Regions from separate parts of the Mus musculus genome. Here region 1 is linked to region 2. The links are chromatin contacts, called in public HiChIP or PLAC-seq maps. All regions are on one chromosome and are shown on one strand. Each heading gives the region's core, a stretch centred on a gene start, on an enhancer-like site or on the middle of the called end of the contact. The rest is flanking DNA. Distances are from core to core; before and after follow the strand shown. Region 1 holds the start of Rnf128 (ring finger protein 128). Region 2 overlaps Radx (RPA1 related single stranded DNA binding protein, X-linked).

The links. HiChIP or PLAC-seq counts read pairs in DNA pulled down with a chosen protein or histone mark.
Region 1: an H3K4me3 HiChIP or PLAC-seq map of bone marrow-derived macrophages shows a contact between it and region 2, with 3 times the contacts expected there. The contact joins the promoter of Rnf128 here to the enhancer-like site in region 2. A contact is called at or near these places in 1 of 39 promoter capture datasets (3T3-L1-derived adipocytes), 5 of 484 Hi-C or Micro-C datasets (cortical neurons, embryonic fibroblasts, group 2 innate lymphoid cells and 2 more), 2 of 115 datasets of contacts at active chromatin or transcription factors (bone marrow-derived macrophages and microglia) and 2 of 9 other capture datasets (adipose tissue and liver).

Annotation. Positions count from the first base shown.
Region 1 is chrX:139,608,716-139,613,663 of GRCm38.p6, reverse strand. It overlaps Rnf128 (ring finger protein 128), which reads right to left and starts at 3,044. Exons shown (of 7, transcript NM_023270.5): 1 at 2,375-3,044. The coding sequence starts at 2,858.
Region 2 is chrX:139,548,639-139,553,378 of GRCm38.p6, reverse strand. The region is part of intron 13 of Radx (RPA1 related single stranded DNA binding protein, X-linked); the gene reads right to left. Among named protein-coding and RNA genes, the nearest start is that of Rnf128, 60 kb to the left of the region's middle. Within about 2 kb of position 2,753, at least 24 of the 459 cell types and tissues checked have an H3K27ac peak or open chromatin away from gene starts, as enhancers often do. A contact at or near this core is called in bone marrow-derived macrophages and microglia, where this site is marked.

The sequences.
Region 1 (4,948 bases), core at 1,795-4,294, 60 kb before region 2:
GAGAATTGTCATTTTATGCCTCAAAAGTAATCTGTTAGCTTTTTTTTTTTTTTGGGTAGTTCATATAACAGCAATATTGTTTGTGTCATCAGTTCGGGTACTAAAATGCTTCAAAAGTACCCAAATATCTCTCAGCGCACTTGTGACTTTCTTCCTTCCTATATGAGATCCGGAAATGCAAAAGACCTAATTAGATTTTCAGGACATCCATGTCTTCAAACTGGTAACTGGAGAACTATATATTTGGATATTCGCTTTTCACTTCTTCTTACCATTAATCTATTATGCAACTAGCATTTATGGATGTTTCTCCTCTGCTACCTAGCTTATATGTTATTCTTAGTCATTATCACAACATAAATATCATCTTCATTTACAAATAGGGGAGCCAAGACTCAATAAGGTTAAATAAGCTGGCCAAGGTCACAAAGCTATTGTGTGTTAAATCCAGAACTGGACTGTCAATCTTGACTTTGATGAATGTCTGTTTTTCCTACTATACCATAGTCCCTGATAATAAATAATAATAATAATGTGTAGATGGAAAGCCTAGCACACAGTAGGAGCTCACCAAAAGTTAATCATGTCTCCTAAAACTGCCAGATAAATATCCTTCACACAAGTCCAGTCATTTAACCTGGCGCGCTCTAAATAAAATATATTATTCCACTGAGAATCCTTCATGCAAATGAAGCTCATTTGGAGAAAACTAAGTCAAATCCTTGTAAAATCGCATAGCCAAATAAAGACTTTAAATTTTCCTAAGCCTCATTATTCAACTTGAGTAGCCTTTAAAATGTAATTGCATTCTAATCAATGCATTATCATCTAGGAAAGATAAGTTTGCTCCCTTAATCAATATACTAAATCTAAGAACTGAAGCCTTTTAGAGCTGATCCCGACCATTGTGTCCTCTTATCTCTGCTGTATCTGTGCATGCTCTGCCAACCCGGTGCCCACCTCCCAATGCTTACACTGCCATTTGACATGTAGCTTGGACAAGGTCGTCACAAAGCTGAGCAAAGCAAGGGAGGGAGCTTACAGGAACTCCAATCTCTGGGGTTCTGGTTCAGTGCTCTTTCCATTGTGCCACACAGCCCCTCACTCAGGGCCAGAGCTCTCCAGGCCAAGCCAGTGGTAGTACTGCAAGCAAAACACACATTCTCATGCAGTTAAATAACTAAATTCCTTCCTTCGGGGACTCCTAAAGGAGTCTCTGTCTCTGCTAACCTTTAGTTACACTGCCCTAGACTCTAGAAGGTTTGATTTCATTTTTACCCTAGAGGCAAACCTGTGGATAATCGGTTTCTTATTATCCCGTCTCATTTGACTGATGAGAGTACCAAGACTCAGAGTTCAGATAAGTTGCCAAGGTCACAGGACTAGGAAGCCCCAGCGCAGACATTTGAATCAAGGTCTGACTTTAGGCCCAGCTCTCAACAGCCAGGAAACATTGTTATTAGACTCTTCCCTTCTCTCCCCTGTTCCCCTGCAACACACACACACACACCACCACCACCAACACACATACACACACACACACACACACACACACACACACACTTTGTCCTTCAGGTCCTAGGATCACAAACCACAAAAAGGAGGTTTCTGGAAGGGCAGTTGAAGGGAGTTAAATAGTCACCCCACCATGTCCACACATTTCAGAAGTACCTGGATGACTTTTTACAAAGTATGGGCCTTTATTTTATTTTATTTTATTTTATTTTATTTTCAGTAGCATTAACCACCTGCCTTGGAACTCAAGAAGCTAAATCAGGTTTGTCAGGAGGCAACAAACAAAAGCACTGATAACAAGAACTACTTGGGATCCAAGACCACTGGGCAGAGAACTCCTAAGCTAAAGTTTCCACAAAAAATTACAATGAGGTTAACTGAGTACTGTAACATAATCTTGTACTTGATTCATAGGAAATGTGAAGAGAAACCCAGAGAGAAGAGAAAAATCCGTTTTTATACCGCAAAGCGATTCCCAGGCAATGTTCTCCCTCCTAGTTTAAAAGCCAATGCCCACCCTCCCACACCCTTAATCCCAGGAAAGCACCCTTGTGAAACACCAGGAAAAGAAGCGAAAACCCCAACTGTGCCAGCCTCTGCGACCCCCCCCCAAGCACCCCACCCCGTTTGTCTTACCCTTTTCCACCAGAGGCAAATTAAATTCTGAAGAATTCTTTTGCACCCAACCCCTACACCTGAAGACTCTCGGGAGGACCCTGCTCTACTTAGTGGGGGCAAAAAAAGGGGCACCCGTTTTCTTTCCAAGCAAAGGGACAGGGAGAGGCAAGCAGGGAAGGAAACCGGGGAAGCTGGTCACCAGTAGAGGTTTGAAGAGCTGCAAATTAGTAGCTGCACTCACCCGGGTGAGACATGGGGATGACCTCATTGCGGGTCCCAGGGAAGTTAAAGATGACCGCTCCAGAAGCCCCTCTCTCTGAAGCCAGATGGATCTTGTCCGCGAAGGTGCAGCCTCCACCGCGTTGGATGAGGGCCAACCAAGATACTTGCACCGTGCTCCCCCAAACCGTGGGCACCGTGAAATTGGTGTGCGGGTTACAGGCGTTGAGCGCCCCGGGCCCGTCGGGCGGTACCAGGACCCCGGAGACGGGCTCCAGCGGCGAGTCCTGGCCGTACACGCCCTCCTCGCTCAGCTCCCACACCGTGCGGTTCACTCCGGTGTGCGGAACCCGCCAGGACACGTTGAGGTACGCGGTCCACACGGCTTCGGCTCCCCGGGAACCGGGCGCGTGCGGACTCAGAGCCAGAAGGAAGCACCAAGCCAGTAGCCGGGCAGCTCCGCAGCCGCCGCGGCAGTAGACCCCGATCCCGGGCGGCGGCCCCATGGCGCGCACTCGGCAGGCGACCCGGGCTGGGACTAGGTGCGAACCAGGTGGGGAGCCGGCGGCTAGCAGCGGGCGCGGGGCCAGCGAGGTCGCAGGCTGCCCTGCCAGCCGGCACGCAGCGTCAGCGGCCAGGCTACTGCAGACGCAGCTCCTACAAGCAAGCGCTAGGGATGCTCGCTCGCGACTGCCGCGGCCTCGTCGGGCTCTGGGACGCTCGCGCGAAGCTCCGCCCACCCGGCTGGGGGTAGAGGTGGCTGGGAGAGAGAGCCAGCCAGCGAGCGAGCGAGCAAGCGGAGAGGAAAAGGACACTGCGGGATCCGCCTCTTAAAAGGGTCACAGGATGGGGAAACGTTACAGGAGAGACTCGAGGTTGGCCAGCCAGGTGTGTCCTGTCCTTTTTAGGAAGAATCCTCGGCCCGAGAAACTGGAGAATGCGCCAGTTTACAAGCTTTCAGTTCGGAGTCGGATTGGAGTTGGTTTTGAAAGGCACAAATTCCATCTCCTTTGCCTGAAGGGGAGTTTGGGCTTTGTGGTAGGAAAGTACTTCTGAACAGCCCCAGGTCCAAAGGGTGTGAGTTCTGAGTAGGTGTTTAGTGCTGGGGTTAGAGGCTTCCTGTTTCCCCCTCCCCCTCCCCCCCGGAAAGGACAAGCAAAGCACGTCCTCATTGCTCCCTTTATTTAATTACCTTCTTAGTGGCCCCAAACAGCACGTTTCTCTTTCCCTGATCTCAGCAAGTGCTATACGTGTCTTTGCTACCCGAGGCTAACACACTGCACCAGATGCCTCTTGCAAGCAATTTTGATAACCACAACAGAATTATCATCTCCACACACCTCAAAGCCAAGCTCCCCTTTTTAATTCACCTTCCACAAATTAGGTTTGACCTAACTGATTTTCCAGCGAGATTCATGATCTTAACTACAATACCTTTCTTCTCTTGATACCAACTAAAATGAGGCCAGCCCACCTGGACAACTCACACATGTCTCTTGTTTATGAGTTAGTCATAGTTCAGCATACATTTCTGTCAATATTATCTATCAATGACTACATTTACTGGAATCACTAAAACTGTGCATGGAACTAAGCTGAATTAATATACCAGGTGACAGCCACTTTAGAATTTATTTATGATTTTGAATTTTAGACAGAGTCTCCCTGTGTAGTCCTAACCAGCCTGGAGTTAACTATGTAAATTAGCACCATAGGCATACTTTAGGGCAATCCTCTTGCTTAGTTGCGATTACAGTTAAAGACATGTGCTACCAGGCCCAGCTTCTGAACAGTTTTTAACCTTTAGAATTTACTTCTCTGCGCCTCGATTTGTTTATAAATTGTAAAATGGGAATGAAAACATTGAGCGCATGGAGTTGATCAGATGGTTAAAAGTCTTCCTGTAAACCACTCAGGATGCTGTTTAGCTGAGTATGAAAATTACGTTAAATATTGTTACTCGACAAGTTCAGGGGCACAGGAGTTCTACAATATCAATTGTCGTTACCTCCCAGTAATAACCAGAGACCATGCTGTTTATGAATTCAGTCTTAGCTACATTTTTGGTTCAGTCTAATTTCCAGCATTCCCAATCACTCTCATCTCTAAATCCTCGGCTAAGCATTTACTTAATAGTATTTCCCATGGTTAAGCATAGGTTTATTCTATTCTTGATACTCTTAGGACCCTAGAGAAACCTAGAGGAAAATTAACACCATCTATCAAAGACCAGCTAAAATACAAGTGAGTATTCTGTGAAACACGAACCTTAAGTGTTAAAAGGAGCTTTAGGAGCCATTTAGAGTAGGTATGGGGCCAGTGGAAAAATATCCACCCTCAATGTCAATGATGTTAACCTTTGAGATTTAAAATAACACCCCTAAAAAAAAGAATAGTACCAGCCACCTATAGTATTAGTATAATTTCAGAAATTATCCGAGTTTGTTCATGGAGAACAATCAAAACTAAACAATAATAGTTGAATGAAAATCAGCTATATTGTTCTTTGAAGAGAATGTGATCAAAAGAAAGGAGGTATTTTATAAGATATCTACAAAAATAAATATAGAGTGATGCTTATTCATTTCCTCTGTTT
Region 2 (4,740 bases), core at 1,504-4,003:
AAGTATTGTAAAATAGTTAAATATTTACTTGGATTTAGACTCATACAAACTGATGACTGTTTCCCTTACAGTATTAATGGCATCCTTACACTTTTTAGCTCATTACATGTATTTACCCAGTTTCTCCAGACAGAGAACATGCCTATAGATACAGTCACTAATGTTCTTACACACATCTCTGAGAATATTTGGGTTTCTTTCTTTTTATGGGTGAAGTAAAGCAAATCTACATCTTTTAAAGGTCACAAACAAACATCTTAGGTTTCAAAGAAGCACGAAGATGAGTTATTTTATCTTTATAGGGAATTGTTATTTTGAAAGAAATCTACAAATGCAAAGCAAACAATCAATGTATCTTATGAATTTTGATTTCATTTCTGTGCATGTTTATAGGTAAATATGCATGTTGCTAGGGATTCTTTCAAAGTGTATTTTTTTCAGAACTAATACAGCTTAGTATATTCTCATGAACGTTTATGAAAAAGTCATAGCAGGATATTTCAGATCTCTGTCTTTCTAAGCATGCATATAATTTGTATGTAATTTGGCAAAATTCTCAGAGTCCATATATACACAATTGCAGAACTTAGAAAAATATTTAGAAAAATCAGGACAAATATTCACGAAGAAAGAAATTATTGTCTTGTGCTCTGAGTGTCCGTCCTTGGGAGCATTAAACTGCCTGCTTACCACCATTCACACTCCAGATGACTAGCAACCATAAGCAGAGAAGTTCTCATCTTTGGATGAATTTGCTAGACTAAAGGGACCAGGGCAGGATTTATCCTCACTGATTCCATTGTGTTTTGCTCTCTCTGAAAGCTACCTCAACGACAGACATATAGCTTGCTTTTGTTCTACCCAGTTTCATGTGATCTCATAGCTGTGGTGGCCTTCCAACAGAGGTTTCTCTTAAAAGCATGTAATATATAGTATTGGTGATACAAGTGCCATTAGAACGAGCAATAGACTGAATATCCAGGGTGGCAAGAAGTTGAGAAGTGTGATATATAAGGGAGTAAGTTCCTATAAATGATCTTGTGCAAGACAACCAGACACACACCCAGGGGTTTGCCACATGGCCTGAGAAGGCCTCAGAAGACTATGATCATCCACTTGTGGCAGACTTCAGGAGGAAGTAAAGTCCAAGGCAGCATTACAAATGGCCTGGTTACATGATGAAGTATTGTGGCACAAAGCCAATTTGAAAACTTTAGGGAGAAATAGTTTGCTTTGCTTTCTTCCATTTTTTTTGACTCTCATATTTTATCGAAGCTATCAAAACACTAGGCAACTACTATTAAGGTAAACAGAAAACAGAATTCAATGACAATAGTTTTAAATACAAAATAATAAAAGCATTGAGAAATAACAAAGTTACATGGTGATTTAATCCACACATATGGCCTCGTGGTGTATGCTTTTCACTTTTTATGCTACAAATACTGTACTAAAGTCCAGGGACTTCATTTGTTTTTGTTTGTGTTTCATTTTTTTATTTAATTAAAGCACACAACATGCCAAAGACAATCAAATGAGCCTTAGATGGGATATATAAAAGCTCAAGCTTCAATATCTCAACAGCCTCCTCTGCTAGACATATAAATTAAAAGGGATCTGCAACCCTATAGGTGGAACAACAATATGTACTAACCAGTACCCCCAGTGTCTCTAGCTGCATATGTATCAAAAGATGGCCTAGTCGGCCATCACTGGAAAGAGAGGCCCATTGGACTTGCAAACTTTTATGCCCAAGTATAGGGGAATGCCAGGGCCAAAAAGTGGGAGTGGGTGAGTAGGGGAGTGGGGGGAGGGTATGGGGGACTTTTGGGATAGCATTGGAAATGTAAATGAGGAAAATACCTAATAAAAATATTAATAAAAAACCACCCTAATGAATGAACTGAATTTGTGAAAAAACAATGAGTATGGCCAATAAATGCTAATACTATATAATTATCTTCTTTAAGTGTGAAGGACATTAATCCAAATACTTTAAAAAATTTCTAAGATCTTTATATTTGATGCTAACTGAAACAAACCAAAGTTATCATATAGTGACTTTTAAAATATATTTACATACCATCTATAACATAAAACTGAAGAGTTCTCTCTGGCTGACTTCATCAGTTATCTTATACTTTGAGTAAATGACAAGTTACTCTCAAATTTGCATATCTAGCATGTATATCATAGACTGTCTTGCAGATGAAATAGATATGAAGCTCTTAGAATGGTCACTAACACACAGAAGCCACTAAAATAGCATTAAGTTTTTTATTAAAGAAAACCCTCTATTATAAAATTAAGATATTAATAATGTCACAGAAGCCTTTTGGAAAAAGACTATAGGATTTTACTTATTAAAAAGGACTTTTGTAAATTTGCTTGAAGTTGTTAGAATTACATATTTTAGGAAAATACGTGCATAAAGTAGACACGATGAAGGAAGCCCCATGTGTTCCTAGTGCTTCCTATTCTTGGTCACGAGGGAAGAGAAAGCATCCTGGTCTTTGTAGTTTACTGGTATCGTGTTCGCAGTTCTGGCAAATGGGAATATGAGTTGGAGTGATACATCATTTCTTGTCCAAAGTAAATAAAAACGAATTTGTCCCCTATTTTTTCTTTGCCTTCACAACTCTAGAAGCCATTTGCTCCTGCTGTGTTAGCAACAAGGAAGCAAGCGGAGTTGGTTCATGAGAAGGGAGTTGCTGACTGATTGCACAACACTTGAGCAAGAAAGAAGCTGTAATTGTGCTCAGTCACTGTGACTTAGAGCTGCTTTGTAACTGCGCTACAGTTCAACCTACAATATAATGCAGTGCAGTGTTTCTTGTCCTTGAAATCAATATGGGAGACCCTGACTACCCAGAGAATCATTTTTCTCTCTTTTAAAAAAAATTTTATTAGATATTTTCTTTATTTACATTTTAAATGTTATCCCCTTTCCTAGTATTATGCTATAGATATGTTCAATAGACACATTAACATAATATTTTCAAGTGGGTATATAGGTGTATATATGGATATCCAACTTTATGATTAAAATGATACCAAGATTTCATATTAGCAAGATTTGTTAAATGATGTGTGATAAATGGTTGATCATTTGTAAAATATATGTTAAATCATTACTTTATCCTCCACATGAATTCTAAATGGATTAAAATTTTAAACTGTAAGAACAAAGTCATATTAATGATAACTTATTTCATAAAAAAATTAAGAGATAAGCAAAGTACTTGAATAGAAAGTTCTCCATGTGTCCATGAAAAGATGCTCAAATCATTAGTCATAGGGAGAAATGCAGAACTAAACTCACAAGAGTACCATTTCTTATACATTCGTACAGCTCTAAACAAAACAGAACACAACAAAATTAGGGTATGTGGGGAAGGTCTGATTACTTGAGTTTGATCCCTGGAATCAACAAAGTAGGAGAAAACTCGTTCAGGTCATCCTCTGACCCTCACATATATACTATGGCACAGATGGCATGTGCCATAGTGAATGTGCATGTGTTCATGCCATGACATTAAAAAAATAAATGTGTAATTATTTATAAATTAAACAAAACAATAAGAAGTGAACAAATGTTGCTAGGCTGTGGAGGAACTAGAATCTTCATACATGGCTCATGGATATGTGGAAGAGTAAGTATACTTGTAATAGAAAACAGTTTGGCCTGTTCCTTAAAACCTTACACGAAAGAATACCATTTAAAATCTGCAACTGACAGGGGTGGGGAGGTAGGGGGCATCTCCAGTAAAAGACAGAGACTTGGACTAGGGAGCTGTCCAAGAATAAATGGGGATGACAGTGGGGATATAGATCCTGAAGAGGCCACCTCCTTTAGCCAGATAGGAACCTCAATGAAGTGACAGGGATTCCAACCCACCCACAAAACTTTTGATTCAAAATTTATCCTGTCTATAAGAAATGCAGGAATGGGGGATGGAGCAGAGATTGAGGGAAAGATCAGTCAATAACTTGAGGCCCATCCCATGGGCAGCACCAATCCCTGTCATTATTAATGGTCCTCTGTTATGCTTGTAGTCAGGAGCCTAGGATGGCTCTCCTCTGAGAGGCTTCGCCCAGCAGCTAACTCACACAGATGCAGACATCCACAGCCAAACAGTGGATGGAACTTAGGGACTCTTATGGAAGAGTAGAAGGAAAGATTGTGGGTCCTTAAGGGGATAGGAACTCACAGGAAGACCAACAGAGTCAACTAACCTGAACCCTTGGGGCTCTCAGAGACTGAACCACCAACCAAAGATCATACACAGGCTGGACCTAGGCCTCCCCACACATATGCAGCAGATGTGCATTTTGGTCTTCATGTGGGTTCCACAACTATAGTGGGGGCTTTAACAAATTTTGTTTCCTGTCTGTGGGACATGTTCTTCTAGCTGGGCTGTCTTGTCTGGCCTCAGTGGGAGAGGATGCACCTAGCCTCACAGATACTTGATGTGCCAGGATAGGGTGATATCCAGGGGCTCATGGGCTCAGAGGAGAAGGAGATATGGGGTGGGGGGAAGGACTAAGGATGGAGTGAGCAGGATATAAAGTGAATGAGTAAAAATAAAATTAAAGCTGTGAGTGGTGGTGCATGCCTTTGATCCCAGCACTTGGGAGGCAAAGGCAAGCAAACTTCTGAGTTCAAGGCTAGCCTAGTCTATAGAGTGAGTTCCAGGACAGCCTGGGCTACACAGAGAAACCCTGTATCGAAAAAACAAC